Regions from separate parts of the Hordeum vulgare genome. Here region 2 is linked to region 1. A link is a contact called in public Hi-C data. All regions are on one chromosome and are shown on one strand. Each heading gives the region's core, a stretch centred on a gene start, on an enhancer-like site or on the middle of the called end of the contact. The rest is flanking DNA. Distances are from core to core; before and after follow the strand shown.

The links. A called contact is a pair of places that touch in the nucleus more often than the background predicts.
Region 2: a contact with region 1 is called in a Hi-C map of leaf, with 3 times the contacts expected there. The contact joins two enhancer-like sites. A contact is called at or near these places in 3 of 6 Hi-C or Micro-C datasets (leaf and seedling).

Annotation. Positions count from the first base shown.
Region 1 is chr7H:520,143,785-520,147,951 of MorexV3_pseudomolecules_assembly, reverse strand. No RefSeq gene overlaps it. Among protein-coding and RNA genes, the nearest start is that of LOC123410353, 74 kb to the right of the region's middle. Within about 2 kb of position 1,686, at least 1 of the 3 cell types and tissues checked has open chromatin away from gene starts, as enhancers often do. A contact at or near this core is called in leaf, where this site is marked.
Region 2 is chr7H:520,296,007-520,300,173 of MorexV3_pseudomolecules_assembly, reverse strand. No RefSeq gene overlaps it. Among protein-coding and RNA genes, the nearest start is that of LOC123411684, 15 kb to the left of the region's middle. Within about 2 kb of position 2,158, at least 2 of the 3 cell types and tissues checked have open chromatin away from gene starts, as enhancers often do. A contact at or near this core is called in leaf, where this site is marked.

The sequences.
Region 1 (4,167 bases), core at 437-2,936:
TCCCGTTCCCGCTCCTCCGGGTCGCCGACGCTCCTCCCCGTCAAGCCGGAGCCGGAGGAGACGCCGCTAAGGCGGGGCACGCGCAACGGCGACATCGTCATCAACTAGCCTAACGCCTCCTCCCGCCTTGTCAAGCCTAACACGGAGTCGGGGCTCCTCCCCGTCAAGCATGAGCACCTCGCCATGGCTGCCGACGACGAGACCGCGGGCGGTGGCGACGTAGTTAGGTTTTAATTATGTTTTTATTTCACTTTTGTAGCAATTTCAATGAAAAACTATGAATTTCCTTCGAATTTGAGTCATTTTGGGGCGAATTTGGGTCGAGTTTTTTTTTTCAAAAACCAGTTATGGCGACCTTTGGGTGGCGAATAGGAACCCGAGCACCCCCCCCCCCCGGTCCTATTTTTTCGCCGCCGCGCCCCCATGGGACGCTATTTCACGTCTCTTGGGGGCTGAACGGCTAGAGATGCTCTCGGGGGCAAACCTCATTTGGCTCTTTGTGTGGCGTGCCGATCTATTGGCCACCCTACTCTACAGCGAGTATATGTGGCCATGGGCCCGACCGGGCCTAAAAAGCCCATAGTAGAAAACTGAGGCCCATGCCCGGCCCTGTACCTACCATTGGGCCTACTTTTCAAGCCCAAGTCTGGGCCATGTGTTGAAAAGTTAGGCGGGCCTAGGGCCTTGGGCCGGACCTCTTCCTTAAAATCTAAATATGCCAGGCCAAGCTGAAGCCTAGCCCGACCCTGGTGACGTGAAATTTCGGGCCGGGTCGGCCGGGCTAGGCCGAAGATGGCCAAGTATAACAACGAGTGCTAAGCACAAAGAGGCAAGGGCGAGCATTTTTTTCCATGTTGTTTCTGTAGCTGTTTTCCCTATTGCATTCAGGTTTTGTGTATATGGTTTTCTTCCTGATTTCCCCCCTTTTTCATTTTGTTATTTTCTACCATTTTTATTCTCATTTTGTTTTTGTTTCTTAGTTTTTGTTTTTATTATGTTCCTTCTTCCTTCTTATTTACTATTTTCAGTTTGTTCTCTTAATCTAATTTTCAACTTTGTACCATTCATTCAAAAAATCAAGATTCATGGGGTTTCTAATAATGTAAATTTTACAAAATTTGAATATATTTTTAAAATGCCAAGAATTTTAGAAAATTAAGAATATGTTAAAAATGGGATACATTTACTGAATATAAGCATAATTTTTAATTCTAGAAAAATATGTATGAATATTGTCTAAATTCTAGAGCATTTCTTAGAATCCATTTTCTTATGGAGAATATAAATCATTTATATGAATAGTATCTGAGTTTGAGGAACATTTATAAACTTAGTATTTTTGAAGGGAATCAATATATTTAAGTCCAGGAACATTTTCTTGTGAATAATTAAGTAAACTTGACTAAACTTTTACACAATCATGTTTTAGTTATATATATAATTAGAAATCGCATATATATAACAAATCTTTCATCAACTTTTTTAAAATTTCATGTACATTTTTAACTCACAATTATTTAAGAGAAATGTTATTTCCTCGGTAAACTAGGTAACACTTTTAATAATCTTGCCTCCTATAGTCGTTTGTTTTTATCACAAGCTGGAGAACTATCACTATTGCAGCAGTGCCGAAGCAGGCCAGCCCAGTCGGTCCCACCTGTGCACTATATTGACATTTTGTCACAGAGCGCTTTGTATAGAGGGGAGCGCACCTAGAGCTGCTCCTTGTCACACAACGAGCGACCGGGTCTAGCTAGCGAGTGCAAGCCTGTTTTTCCTTTCCGATTTTTTAATTTTACTTGTTTTTATTTTTGTAGGTTTAATTAGCTTAAAATATTGAGAAATACGAAGAAATGTCAATTATATAATGCTCACCCATTGATAAACAATCATGAACTTTGAAATCAATCACAAATTTATAAAATTTCATCATATCAAAAAATATTCATGAATTTCAAAAACTAGTCATGATTTCAAAAATGTTAGCAAATTTTAAAACAAAATCACAAATTGAACCAAACTTTACAGAGAAAATAGTTCATTAATAAAAAAAGTTTGCAAATTCAAAATCTGTTCCTTATTGTGAAAAACCATTCAAGAGTTTGAAAAATGTTTGTGAATCGAAAAGTGAATACACTAATTGAAAAAATGTTCATCGATTTTTAAAAATGTTTGTGAATTTGGGAAAGTATTTATGAATTCCAACCATATTCATAAAAATATAGAATATGGTGAAATAGGAAATGTACGTGAATTCACAAAACCGAGAATTTCGAAAATGCACACGAATTTGAAAAAAACTATGTGAATTGCAAAATTTATCGCAAATTTTAAAAAATGTAATAAATTCCTAAGAATTTCACGAATTTGAAAATGTTCAAAAACTTCAAAATGTTCCAGTATTTAGAAACTGTTCAAGAATATTATAATTTGTTCACAAATGTTTTGTAGAATCACGAATTAGAATTTTTCTTCAGGGATTTCAAAATGTATACTAATTCAAAAAAAATGCTCTTCAGTTTTTAAGCTGTTTTGTAGAAATTGTTTGCGAACTTACAAAAACGCTTACAAATTCACAGAGGTTTGTCGATATAGAGTTCATGAATTAAAACATTTGTAAGCGGATTCAAATTTAACAAATTTAATAAAATCATATTTTAAAATTTTCTTGAATTTAAAAGATATTTGTAAATCTGAAAATATTCTGACAATTAAGGAAATAAAAAGAGGAAACGACAAAAAAAAGGAAAACATACAACAGGAAAAAAATGGAAAAACAAAGTAGAAAAAAAGTGGAAAAAAGAACTAAATCCTGCTAAAACCTTCCCATAACAGGGCGAAAGGTTCCAGATTTTTTTATTGAGTCTTAGTGAAAAGTTTCAGAATGCGAAATCACAAATCGAGGAGTAATCCTTTCAAAGATCACTCTCACCTTTTTAGTTTGCGACAAGTGACGTGATATATGTGTGTCACTAGTCGCAACCAAAGAGTTTTTCTTTTTTATTGATTCTTATTTTTTAAATGTTTTATCTCTTATATCATGCGTTCAAATCACAAACTATTTTTACCTTTCGGTTTCTCGTACCAAGATCTTCAAAACTAGATTTCATGTTGATAGGTTTTAACAAAAAAAAATTCACGAAAAAATAAGACAAAAAATACAAGTAGAAAAAACTGTGCCTCTCAGATAGAAAAAACAAAAAATACGTTTTTTTCGTTTTCGAGAGGCACGGCCGTGCCTCTTACAAAGGCAAAACCGTGTCTTGCGAAAGCAAAATCACGACTCTCGTAAAAAAAACAGAAAACATGTTTTTTTTTCTCATTTCCAAGAGGTACGCCCGTGCCTCTAACAAAAGTAAAACCGTGTCTTTCATGAAAAAAACACATATTTTCCATTTTGTGAAAGTAAAACCTTGCCTCTCTAAAAAACAGAAAACACGTTCTTTTTTTCTACTTCCGTGAGGCACGGCCACACCTCTTGTAAAAAGACGAAAAATCATTTTTTTTGTTGTCGAGAGGTTGTGCCTTTCGCGAAAGCAAAATCATGACTCTGACAAAAGCAAAACAGTGCCTCTCGTAAAAAAAAAACCAGAAAACACGCTTTTTTACGCAAAATATTTGATTTGTTTTCGTCGAAAAGCTAAGAAAACGGTGAAAACCAAAACACCAAAAAAAAAATAATAAAAGTTGAAAACGCGTGCAGAAAAATAAAAAAGGGAAATCCAAAAAGATCTCTCAAAGCGTGACATCTACCGTAAATGCATGAGAGTGATTGCTGAAAAGCTTTCGAAAAAATGTTCACTAACTAGTTGCCCCCTCCAAAATGTTCATAAAATCGTTCGCTGTGTCGCTCAGTAATGGGCGAGGCCAGGGTCTACTCACGTTAGTGAACAAAGCTTATTTCTCACAACGAGTGATATATCGCACTCGTGTGGGAGCCAAGCCACCACCACATCATCACAACTTTACTGGGCCGGGGACTAACAGAAATATTTTCTTATTTGATTTTTCTGGAAAAATATAGTTTATATATTTAAAATGAAAAATATAGTTTATAAAAAAATTAACTTTATATTTAAATAATTTTAGTTTAAAATATTTATGGTACTATTCAAAAGTGTCACGTGGAATTTACAAATAGTTCATGGTAACATAAAAAAACTTATT
Region 2 (4,167 bases), core at 909-3,408, 150 kb before region 1:
TCCAGAAATAAAACCCAATAATTATTACAGTACATATACTCATCATAGTATTTTTTTAAAATGGTGTGACATTCTTTTGAGTAGATTATTTTCTCAGTTTTTGGTTGAGTGGTTATTTTTTTCCGTTAATATTGCGATGATAGATTGCGTTGCTCGCGAGGGACTTGGACCAGAAGATTTTGAATACCCCGGGGACTTTGTTGAGCAAGGCAAGCAAACCCTTGACCATGTTTAAGAGAATACTTTCATGCATGTCTTATTTAGCATTTCATTCCGATGCATAATATCATGTTAAACTGTAACTACCTCGATGGGATGTTTCCGTTAGTTCCTCGTTGACACTTTGCGACGTCCTCGATTTGATCGTACGCTAATCATACACGCAAATGCGTACGACCAAGCTCAAGGACTCACGGGAAGATATCACAACACAACTCTAGACACAAATAAAACATACAAGCTTCATATTACAAGTCAGGGGCTTCGAGGGCTAGAATACAGAAGCTCGATAAACACACGAGTCAGCGGAAGCAACAAATATCTGAGTACAGACATGAAACATGAGGTGCCTTAGAGAAGGCTAGCACAAAAGATACAACGATCGAACGAGGCGAGGCCTCCTGCCTGGGAGCCTCCTAACTACTCCTGGTCTTGAGCGGCCTCCACGTAGAAGAAGGCACCGTCGGGGTAGCAGTCGTCGGTGGGGTGATACGCCACCTCCTGGGCTCCATCATCTGATCGCAGCAACAGATGAAGGGGAAAAGAGGGAGCAAAGCAACGGTGAGTACTCATCCAAAGAACTCGCAAGACTGACATCAAAACTATGCTAAGTATGCATCAGTATCAAGGGGAGGTGTTATATATGGACTGACTCCAGCAATGCGAGAATAGAGAAAGAAGACCTAGTCCTATCGAAGACTAGCATCTTCAAGGGTCTTGCGGCAATACACAAGAGTAGAATAGGTAACACAATTAATAGTCATATTTTAAAAACATGAATTCCGACAAAGTTTGTGAATTCGAAAAAGCCCCACGAACTGCAAAATAGTTCCCAAATCTAAAACAAATCACAGCTTTCACAAAATGCCAATGTAGTTCAAAATTGTTCACATTTTAAAAAGTTTATGGATTTAAAAAAAATATGGACTTGAAAAGAGTTTGTGAATTCAAAAAAATAAAACATTAAAAAAATTCATGAAATTGAACAACAATCACGAATTTGAGAAAAATATCTCAAAATCCAAAACAGCTCAAGAATTTAAGATAAATGTTCAAGAGTGCGCATGAACTTGAAAAGGTTTATGAACTTGAGTAAAAAAATCCGGCAGTTCATGAATTTAAGAAAAAATATACACGAATTTGTGAACAGTTAACAACTTTTATATTAAAAACATAAAAAAACGAAAATGGAAAAATTAACAAAATCGGCATAAAATGGACAGAAACAAAAAAGAAAATTAGATTCGGCCAGAAAGAAACACACGAGAAGAACGAGATATAGCTACAGTACTCAATGGGCCTGCCCCTTTTGGTCAGGCGAATATGAAATATATTTAGAAATTTATGAAAAAAATTGAGTTCCTGAATATTTCTTTGAATTTCATGAACATTTTTTTAATTTCAAGAACATATTCGAAATTCCTGAAAAAAACTCGAATCGACGAACTTTATTGAATTAACAAACATTTTTTAATATTAGCGATTTTTTTAAATTATCAATGTATTCTGGACTGACTAATATTTCCTTCCATTTTGGTATTCTTTTAACTCATGAACGCATTTTGAATTGGAGAATGCCTTTTAACATTTATTAATTTATTTCTTAATTAATGAATATATTTGTAAGTTACATATTTTTAAATTAGCTAGTAACATATTTAAAAAACGAACCTGTTTTAAATTAAAATATATATTTAATACTTACACTGTTTGAAATTTGGAGCACTTTCTGAAATGCGGGGACAATTTTTAAACTTGTGAACATTGTTTTTTGAAATCCAAATTAATAAAAATACGTGAACATTATCTGAAGTTCAGAATATTTTTGGATTTATGGTTGTTTAAAAAAAAAAAAGACAACAAAGCAGAAGGGTGGCTGCCTCGACACATTGGCCGATCCAGAAGCGCACAGTGGGGAGTGGGGCTGCGTGTTTGCACGTCACCTAGAACATAAAACCCTATTTGCTGCTCGTTGTGTCAAAGAGCCGGAGCTTCGCTCAGGTGAGCGACCGAGCGGCATTTCAAAAACGGTATTTCGTGCTTATTTTCTTATTTGGGTTATGTTTCTTCTTTTTCCTTGTTTTCCAAGGTTATTTTATTTTTTCAAACGAAGTTCATGCTTGAAAAATGTTTTTGAAATTCGAAAAATGTTCTTGCTTTTATACAAATATTTTAAATTTTAACTCATTGCTGTTTTTAGAAAATATTCATAACTATACTAAATGATAGCGATTTTCTTAAAATGTTTGGGATTTTCAAAAAAGGTTCGACATTTTTGAAAAATGTTCATGTTTTTCCAAAACAAATCTTGTGTTCTAAATTTTGTACACAATTTGTATTTAAATGTTCGTGCTTCAAAAAAGAATTGGAATGTTTGGAATTGCAAAAAATGTTCTTCTTGCAAAATGTCATATTTTCGAAAATACTCATGTTTCAGAAATTGTTCTCGTATTCAAAAAACTACATGATTTTTAAAAGTTTCTTCTCTTGTTGAAATATTGTTCATATTTTTTGAAAAAAAATTGTGTTTCTCGAAAATTGTTCAAAATTTTAAAAAATATATCTATTATCAGGACTTGTTAACAATTTCAAAATATTGTCAAAAATTGCTCAAAACATATTTTGAAAATTCTGAACTACTTTTGGAAATATGAGCATAAACAAATTGAAAACGAGAACATTCTTTTCAAATTACTGAACATTTTTTAAAACACGGACATTTTTTGAACATGTAAAAAAAGCTACAATTCCTGAAAGACGTTTTGAAACACGATTTTTTTTTTGAAATTTTGAGCAAATTTTGAAAATAAGATATTTTTTTGAAATTTCTAAATATTTTAAAACAAAACAAACATGAAAAAGAAAAAACGAAAGAGCAAAGAAAAATGTACAGTAGAAGGAAATAGAAGGGGAAATAGAATGGACCGGTCGAGGTCAGCCGCCCCTATGCGAAAGCTCACCTGTTTTGACGCAGACAGAGTCACATAGGTGCTCCCACCTAGCGCCCCTTGCACTAAATTGGACTTCTCATAAAAGCAAGGGAGACCCGTGCGCTGTTGCCGCCTGCATTGTCCGTGCCTGTCCCCGTCGACCGCCCGCATCGCCGATGCCTGCCCTATCGGACGCCCGCTCCGCCGGTTCCAGCCTCCACCTGTCGTCCTTGTCGCATGCTACAATGGTTGGGCTCGCACGCATACAAGTGTTGTAACCGTCATTAAAAAGCTTCGAACGTTGTTGAAGAAAGCTTCAACCATAGACACAGAAAGCTTCAATCGGCTCTGCCCAACAAGGAAAGCTGCAACCGTAGTTGCATTTTGCTACTACCGGCTAACTTTTTTGCTACAACCATCAAAGTGGATCTGCGACCTAGCGATGGCTGCGACGAATTTTTGCTGCAACCGTAGTTGCATTTTGCAACTACCAGCGAACTATTTTGCTACATCCATCAAGGCGGTGTTGCGACCTCGCGACGACGACCACGATGAATTTGTTGCATTCGTGTTCGAAATTTGCTACATCATTGCTTGTTTTTGCTACCATCAATGATTTTTGCTGCATGGCTCGATATGACGGTCAACAGGGTTCGATCTGACGACTCATGCGCGACCGGAGGAAAGTTTCGGTAGGCGCGCCGGCGCAGATCAATGCCTAGAAAACAAGTAAGGAGAATAAGGTCCACTTCTTTTGAGGATATTCTGCACAATCTCGGTTTGCAATCGAGAAAAACTTGATTGATTCTCTAAAATTCTAAGAAGAATTCTAGTGTAATTCAAAACTTGGATTTTCCAAGAATCTCCGGATTTTGGAGAGTCCCTTCAAAGAAGGGCTCGGGTTAGATGAGTATCCCTATTGTTAACTAGTTATTACGGTCAGAATGCATAGAGCGCACGACCATGCATCTAGCGCTAGGTTCGAGCGCCGCCGTCGGCCCCACCTCGTCGTCCCAGA